Linked DNA regions of Mus musculus: region 1 is linked to region 2. A link is a contact called in public HiCAR-type data. All regions are on one chromosome and are shown on one strand. Each heading gives the region's core, a stretch centred on a gene start, on an enhancer-like site or on the middle of the called end of the contact. The rest is flanking DNA. Distances are from core to core; before and after follow the strand shown. Region 1 has its middle 50 kb from the start of Dusp10. Region 2 has its middle 17 kb from the start of Gm34130.

Region 1 (4,292 bases), core at 1,227-3,726, 130 kb after region 2:
TGTCTCAGTTCCTGTCGCTGTCACTAATCTGTTCCATTCTTTAAGAGATCAGCATTGCTCTTGTGTTTGCTACCTTAGTAACTTGTAGCTTCATAACAAACTATATCAAAACCTAGTGGCATAAAAGAATTCAAATTGTTGGGTTTGTTAATGAATTTGTTTCAAGTGTGTTCAACAGACAGGTCACTTGAACTATAAACTCAGAACCAGAAGTGAGGCAGCTTGTTGGGGCTGGAGAATGTGTTTCCAAGGCCTTGCAAGTGCTTTTCTAACTGACTGGGAATTCAGCCAGGGTTGTCCACTAAATACCTTGGATCCTCTCCTCGAGGATGCTTGGGCTTTCTCATGGTAGCTGCTTTCCAAGTGACTGAGATGAAAGTTGCAAAGCTTCTAAAATCGTATAAACACGGATGTCTCAGATCACTTCTGCAAAATCCTGTTACTAAATAATTTACAAGCTCAAGTTCAAATTCAAGGAGAAAGCAATTGGATTCTACCTCTTAATAGCAAGAATAGCCAAGGATCTGCAAACATTCTTATCACACTGTAGCCCCCTTTGCACAACCAAATCAGTATGTGAAAAATAGTTTACAGGAGGCAGGGCTGTTGGAATGACAGTAAGTCAGGCAATGACATCAGCTTCCTCCAAATATTGCTTCAAATAGTGTTGTAATTCAAAGCTAAAGTTGAACTGTTTTTTTTTTTTTCTCCTCCCAAACCAAGCCCTGAGGATAAGGATAAAGATCACAAGGGGAAGGTCGCATCAGCTGATGACTGCCGCCCTCCTGCTTCTGATGGTATGCCAGCTCTCAAGGCCACACGACTCACAGTCTTGTCTCATCCAAATTGTATTTGGACAGTATACTACATTTTTAAAGTTACTGATCTAAGAGGCATGCGATACTCCATAATTCGTGCCCAAATCCCTGGGCATCGTTGTGACCTTTAGCTTGCTATATTTCAACGAGAAACATGAATGCACCCAAAGACAGACAGACAGACAGACAAACAAATAAGGAACATTATGTGGATCTGTCCTGTCTCTACATATCATGTGATGCCTAAGGATTTGGGAACCAAAATATAGGTCTGCCATTGGCTTTTGGATTGATCCCTTGCCGTCACTGGGAGATAACTGTCAGATGTGTCTTCTGGCGGGGGGGAGGGTGTCTCAATTTTTTTTTATTAACCCATTGTGTGACAGTTGAATTAAGCTTTAATTTCTCTTTGTCTTGTTTTGTTTTTTGTTTTTGTTTTTCTGAAGCAGATCTCAAGGTAGGGGTTTTAAAAGAAGCAGCTGATGAAATGATCCAATAAAACTGGCAAGGGAGAGTAGAACTGAGGCCAAGATGGAGGGAAAGGGATGGATAAACAAATTGGAAAGTAAGATCTTGTTTCCAATGTAGAAAGTGAAAGAATTATCCTAGTGAGGGTGGGAGCTGTTGCATTTGTTCATCAAGGTTCCTTAAGTAGACAGATGATGGATGCCAGTCCCAGTACTTCCAGTCTTCTTAGAGGGAAGCCACAGAGGCCAGAGGAAGTCCTCAGGGAATCAGAACCACCCACACTTCGTCCTAGGAATCATAAGTGATACAAAAATGAACTGAACATGAGTGTCTGGGCTATAGGCCTTACAGCAAGTAGAGTTCCTCTGAGCCCTTCACTTCTGACCACTTTCCCAGTCCCATTGAAAAGGATAAGGAGAGGACTTGTGGGAGGATAAGGATGGGTTGTGTAGGAAACAGATCTTGTCTGCTTCTTTCCTTTCTTCTTGAACTCAAAGACATGATTTCTTACCAGCTGGACTCTGAACCCTTTATTCTTTCATGTCCTGTCTTTTTCACCCTCTCACTTTTCTTTTTTATTGAAAGAGTTAAACTTGCTGAAAACCCAGTGGGCTTCTGAAGAGTCTCTAGTCTCTAGTGTTGCCTTCCTACGTTCCCACCCTAGGCCTCAGATTCTTCAGTTTCTCACTCATCCCACACCCATTCCCTTCGTCTGGCCGGTGTGCTTTCGGTAACTTAGATGTCTGTTTGGCAATATTGAAAGAGGGTAAATGGGGAAATGGGCTGAAAAAGAATTCATCAGAAAAAAACACTCTAGGTTTGGTACTAAACTCAGACCGAAGTCTTGCTCATCAGGCTGCTGAGCACTCCACAGGCATGCATATCAGATTGATGATTACTTTAAGAAATGATTAAATTATAATTATTTCCTCATGACTCAAGTGTGGATGAATGTGAAGTTTAAAGAGAAGCATGAAAACCCCAGTCAATGATCTTTTCTTCATTATCACGTTCATCCTGCGATAGGCAGGGCTTTGCCTCTGGGTAAGTGCCCTCTGAAGCATGCTGGAAGATTAAATACCACACTTTTTTCTTATGAGTTTCTCTTGAATAATAGAAACTCAAGTCATGAATGCCATGTATCATTTACTAAGTCATCTCGCTCTTCTCTGAGTCTTATTTGCCTACATCACATTTTTAGAGGATGAAGTGAGCTAATGAGCTCATATGAGCAAAGTATGTAGCAAGTGACTAATACAGAACTAGGAGTCGGACAAATGTCACTCCTCCAAGTTGAAACTCAATGAGACACTCATCCAACCTCATAGATACTTCTGACTCATGGGCGGGCCACTGGGCAGAAGTTCAAGTGACTGGTCATCAACAAAGAGACCAAGACAAAGGCTCAAAGAAAAGAACATGAGGCTTCATCCATAAGTGAACCAAAGTTTAATATATATATGTATATATATATATATATATACATATATATATATACATATATATATATTTCATATATATATGAAAATCTTCAGCAACACATTGTTTTTCTTAGTCTGGAGGTGACTGCTTCAAGTTCTCATGGGAGTGATTTTTCCCAATGCTTCAGCATTTATCCGCTCAACAACACTTACTTCATTTTTATATTGTTGTAGCCCAATGTATAGCCAGGCTGATCACACTCTTGAGAGGGCCCCCACAGAGTACCAAACAGTGTGTTAGAGTACATAATTCCAAAGGATGTGCTCTGCCTCATCAGCTCCTTGATGGTCATATTGCTCATCATTTTATTACTATCCAGTAAAAAGAGAGCATCTTTCCCCCATTAGTGAACCTCATCTAAAACAGTTGTCAGCTTACAAAATTCTGGAATATTTAACTGTTAGCTCAGTGGAGCTCTGTCAGCTTTCATGGGCCAATGTATTTATGTGTGATTGAATGAAATAGCTATTGTAAGTTTTCTGAGGCTATGGGAGCAGACAGAACTTTGTCTTTAAGTTGTTTCTGTCCTTTCCTGTTCTGCAAGGGAGGGTTGGAAGTAAGATGAAGGAAAGTATTAGAACTGAAGCAAAATAATTAAGTTGGGATCGTAAGCTCTGTATTTTAATGGCTTTTTATTAAAAAAAAACAAGTTTATAACACTTTTATAAATACCTCCTTTAAATTCAGAAGGATTTGTGACGAAAAAAGAGCAACTACATTAGAATTTTATTCATAAAAATTGTACATTAGAAATTTACTCGTGAGTATAATTTAGTACATGTGAGGTAAATTTATTGGAAATGGAAGTGCTAAAAGACTCAGGAATATTTTAATGACGTATTTTTGACAAAGGATGTCCAAGGGCATGGGTCTTCAAGGGAGCACTAAAAATAGGTGTTAATGGAGTTTCACATAATGGCTAGGGACACAGGGGACAAAGTCATCAGGGATCAGGCTAATGGAAATCACCAGCTCCTCATTCTAGTCCAACACCCTTTTAAGATGTATTTTAAATGACATGGTTCTGGGACTCCAATAAAAGACAAAATCTCCTGTTATGACATCTAGTAAGATGGCAGTTAGGGAGTGAGGCTCATCCCCTCCGATCCAGAGACAGGATGTCCATGGCCAAGTAAGGGGAAGACCAGCAGCATGGGAAGCTATAAACACAGGGGCCCTTCCCCTGAAGGTTTTGAATCACAGAGATTACAATACAGCTTCAGGGTTGCATTGAGCCCCCAAACCCATGAGCAATTCTGCACATGTGTTTTAGCGTGTTCATCACTGTTGTGGATAGCCCTGGGGCTAATTGCATTTGATTCCTGTAAACCTTCTTCCCACCTTAATTTGTAAATAAAGGCTAGAGCCAGTGATTGGGCAAAAAAAGAGGGGAAGATGCAGCTGAAGTTTCTGGGAGAGAAATAGAAGGGGAGAGAGGATGATGGAGGACAGAGGAGGAGGTGGAAGGAAAGCAGAGCAGAAGCACCTGGCCTGGAGAAACCGCAGGTTCTAAGGGGTCTCATA
Region 2 (4,483 bases), core at 1,634-4,133:
AACATTATTCAGCAATGTCAAGGATTGGATTAGTGGTTTGGGCAATAATGTACACGAATTCAAAAAGCATTTTGCTCAACGGGAAAAGCCAGATTAAAAGGCTATTTGCTCTCTGGGTCCCATGGGCTTCCCTCCTCCTCCTGGAGGAGATGTTTTATTCAAAAGACATTTCCACACAATGCCTTACCTGTCCTCTTCATAGAGGCCAAATGAAGGGAGCCAAATGGAGGAGAGACACAGATAGAATGGCCAGGGCACTCTGGTAGAGAGGACCAGAAATGGCGTAGTATCAGAGTCTATGACATCCTCTGCATGACCATCCCCTTTCTGGAGGAGTGACAGCCCTACCTATCATAGTCTCCAGAGCATCCATCAAAGATGGGACCTGCTGATTCTCATAACACTGGGAAAGGGGCATCCCAGGTCCCTCTCCTTCCTCTGTTCCATGTCTCCAGGTCTGGAGCTACCTAGAGTTTTCCTGACTGCGCACTGCTGAGAGTTGATATGAGTGGCAAGGAAAAGCTTGCTGTCTCATGGGGCCATGGCAATGTGGGTTTGCCAGAGGAATTCTTTCCCTCCTTTTATATTCACTTAAAAGTCCTGGGGAATTATCTGCAGAATTTGCTTTTGTTGTTGAGTCTATTATACAAGTAGTTATGTACTCAAAATGTTTTCTTCTCTATCAGTGTTAGAATATGATAGTGCCGGCTTCTGGCTTGACTTGTAGCAGGAGATGTATAAGAGACAGAAATGGAAATACCAAGCAGAGAGGTCAGAGAGGCAGGAGGGCTCTAGGGCAGAGACTGGGCATGTGGCGACCTTTATGAAATGCTTAACTGAAAAACAGGCAATAGATGGAAGTATAATTGACAGAGGCCTGTACACCAGAGTCCCTCCATCAAGTCAAACGGCAGCAGAAGGCCTAGAGACAAAGCCATTCTAGGTGTGTGAACCGAGTTTACTAGTTTAAAGTTCTTTCATAGTGTACAGACTCATTATTGAAGCTGGGATAGTACAGGTTCACTCAGTTCACTGCTAACTCAGCAAGGTCGGACTTGTGAGTGTGTGGATTCATGTGTTCTCCGCACCATGTTCTTGTCCCTGTTATCTCTCCCTCCATTGCTGTGGCGCCTTTTCACCTTAGGGCCTCCACTCTGTCTTGCTTTCCACCTGGAATACTTGGTCTCCCTCTGTGCAGTCTTTAAGCCTTGTTCTCAGTGAGGTCAGCTCAGATTCATATTTTAAATCAAAACCACCCCATGGCATGAAAGCAGATACGTCTTGCTTTTCAGTTCCATGAGGTCTCATTTATTGATTGTTGGTCCTGGTGCCTGTGCCAATGGTATTCTGTTCAGAAAGAACAAGAAAAGAAAAAAAGTGTGGATTTGGAGAAATTGTCACCAAAATATGAAAAAAAATCCATTTTTAATTAAAAAATGAAAAGGGATATTTTCTAATATTGAAGAGAAACACAGTCTTTCAGGCTCTGTCAGCGCAGACTTTCCCCAGCACTGTATTCTCTCGAGGTGGAGGCGTATGAGTCCAGCTGCCATCACAGCTGCCTGTGAAGAGATGGTGCTGTCCCCGCCTCATGTGTGGATGCCCTTCTGCTCCTTGCCTTCTCCTCTCTGCTCACTTAAGGCCATTTTGTCTCCTCAGCTCCCGCTAATCCCAGAGACCCTTGGGGTGGCTGTGATTCCCCAGTCATTCACCCTACACACTGGCTCTTACCTGTTCCATATTTGCTGGTGATAGGGTGCAGGGCATGCTATCTCTGAACACGTTGCTTCTGATTCCTGAGTGCTGTGTGTATGCACATGTATGTTTCTTCATGTGTATGCATGCAGATGTATGTCTCTGTGTGTGCATACATATGTATACATGTTTTCTGTGTGTGTACATGTATGTTTCTGTCTGTATGCATGCACATGTATGTATCTGTGTTTACATGCATATGTATACATGTTTCTCCTCTGTGTGTGTGTGTGTGTGTTTGTGTGTTCTAGACTTGTCTATGCAGGTGCTTGTGCACATATATTGAGGCCAAGGTCAACCCTGAAAATCATTTCTCAGATGCAATCCACCTTGTTTACCCTGGCCAGTAGCTCACCAAGCTGAGTGGCTAGGCGCTGCAGGAAATACCTATTTTTGCCTCCCCAGTGCTGGGTTAACATCACACCCAAATATATTATATAGATTCTAGGGATCAAACTCAGATTCTCATTCTTACAAAGAAAGCATTTGACCAACAGAGCCAACTCGTTAGCCCAGATTGTAGAAATTTAGCATGCACATTAAGTCTACTGCAGAGGGACAGCCATTATAGTTCTTATGATGGTGGGGCAGAGATGGCTCTCAGAAAGACCTGACTGCATTCTGTCACACCACACACAGCTCACATTTCATCAAGGCTGAGGCAACCCCATAACTCTCATTGCTCAACTTTCTTTGCCCAGAAGTCCAAATTTCTGCATGAGATCATTATGAGCTAAGTTAGGAAAGGCAAGGAGATTTCTAAACTAAGTCTTGGAGTCTGTTTAGAGCCAGAAAAATAGAATTACACAGTATCCAGAGTATGTGGCATAGACTCAATAGCTCATTGATTAATGCTGGCGCCATTTGCCTATAGCCAAAGGCTCTCGAATATTGTTTGTATTTATTGCAACACTATTGATGACAAGAAAGGGGCATGAGATAGATGGCAGAGGTTCAAACCCCAAATTAAAGAATGGTGTCTATGCAAGCCATCTATGAAGACCTGTGGTGAGCAAGGGATTCAGCCAAAGAGAAGCCCCAGTGAACTAACAGTTCATATTAGGAAATCAACACGGAGGGATAAGCAAGAAAGCAGAATGAATCTAAATAGTTCGTGGATCCCAAAGCTGTGAGAACTTACGCATTCAGAAACCTGCCTTGTTTGGACGAATGAGGTAGATTCTTGGAAGGTGACTGTGTACAGCATTTAGACACCGTTTACATAAGCAGTCGAGCAGATAACAGATAAATGGAAGAGGGTAATGTTTCCTGGAACTGAGTCCTGGGATCACACATGTGCACTGACATGACCAGTTTATGTGGGGCTGGGAACAAACCCAGGGCTTTGAGCATACTAGGCAAGTATTACACCAAGTTACCTACATGAACAGCTCCAACAAAGGTTTAGGTCTTTTTGTCCCCCTACATTTTCCAATGTCTTCTTTTTTTTTCTTTTAAACTTTTTATTTAATTTTTTTCATAGGGTTTTTTTTTATTATAGTCTTTCCTCTCCCCAACTCTTCCAAGATTCTCCCTACCTCTCTACCTACCCAACTTTATGTTCTCTCTATTTAAAAAAAATAGAGAGAAAGAAAAGCAACAAAAAAGTAAAAATCAAAAGTCAAAACAGACAAACTGAAAGAATGCCAGTAAGACAAAAACAACAAATACACACACACACACACACCACCATTTTGTGTTGGCCATATTCTCCTAGTTGTAGGCCCTGCCCTGCAGTATGGTTAAGCATCCTGTGACACTCCATCAGAGCACACTGGTTTTCTCTTTCCCAGTGTACATCAATATCAAATAGCTTTTTGGTTACAAGTGGAACTTTGTGTCCATTTCTCCTCCTCAGTACTGGGATTTCATCTGGTTTGAACCTGTGCAGGTCCCGTGTATGCTACCATGATCTTGGTGACTTCATATGTGCCTGTGTCCTGTTAGGTTTTGAAGACACTGTTTCATCCACCATCTTTGGTTTTTTATAATCTTGTTACCTCCTCTCCCATATAGATCCCTGAACCTTGGGTAGAGGTAGCGGGGGTGCGGGGGAGGGGGAGGTGATTGATAAAGACATCCCATTTAGGGCTGAGAGTTCCAAAGTCCCTCACTGTCTAGTGGTCCATCTCTTTGTCAATTGCTGTCTACTGCAAGAAGAAGCTTCTATGAGGGCTAACACCTTAATACATGGGTATAGCAATATGCCATTAGAAGTCATTTTATTGCTATATGGAGTATAAATTATTTAAATCCCTAGCCCAGAGCTTCTACCCACCTTGATCATTGAGTTCCTGGATGAAAGACACACTCATACATAGCCTTTATATTTACAATAAGCCTTAATCAGCATAAGAGCTGGGCAGATACCTAGTCTCCATGCTATCAGCATCTACTTTCCTATCGATAATCCCAAGTTACTTCTATTTACCATGTTCCATCTGGGCTGCTATTAACTCCAATTAGGCAGCCCTCAGGGTAACACTTTCTTGACCCTTAACCCACCCTTCCCCCTCTCCTGCACCTTCTTTTCCTCATGGCCCATCTCTTCTCCCAAGCGTGTGAAAACCTAAACCCCCATCTATGTCTCTTCTGTCCATCTATTGCCTGTTGGCATCTGTATTCACCTATCAGAACTAACTTGGGGGCAGGGTCAGAGGAGCTACACACATACTCCAGGTCTTTGTAGAGTCTTTCCCACACTTAGCATTAGAATACTGTATAAGAC

What was found. HiCAR-type assays count read pairs that join an accessible place to other places.
Region 1: a contact with region 2 is called in a HiCAR-type map of fibro-adipogenic progenitors, with 2.0 times the contacts expected there. The contact joins two enhancer-like sites. A contact is called at or near these places in 4 of 484 Hi-C or Micro-C datasets (CD8 T cells, embryonic stem cells, liver and 1 more) and 1 of 115 datasets of contacts at active chromatin or transcription factors (fibro-adipogenic progenitors).

Annotation. Positions count from the first base shown.
Region 1 is chr1:184,082,580-184,086,871 of GRCm38.p6, forward strand. No RefSeq gene overlaps it. Among named protein-coding and RNA genes, the nearest start is that of Dusp10, 50 kb to the left of the region's middle. Within about 2 kb of position 2,477, at least 28 of the 459 cell types and tissues checked have an H3K27ac peak or open chromatin away from gene starts, as enhancers often do. A contact at or near this core is called in fibro-adipogenic progenitors, where this site is marked.
Region 2 is chr1:183,951,853-183,956,335 of GRCm38.p6, forward strand. No RefSeq gene overlaps it. Among named protein-coding and RNA genes, the nearest start is that of Gm34130, 17 kb to the left of the region's middle. Within about 2 kb of position 2,884, at least 15 of the 459 cell types and tissues checked have an H3K27ac peak or open chromatin away from gene starts, as enhancers often do. A contact at or near this core is called in fibro-adipogenic progenitors, where this site is marked.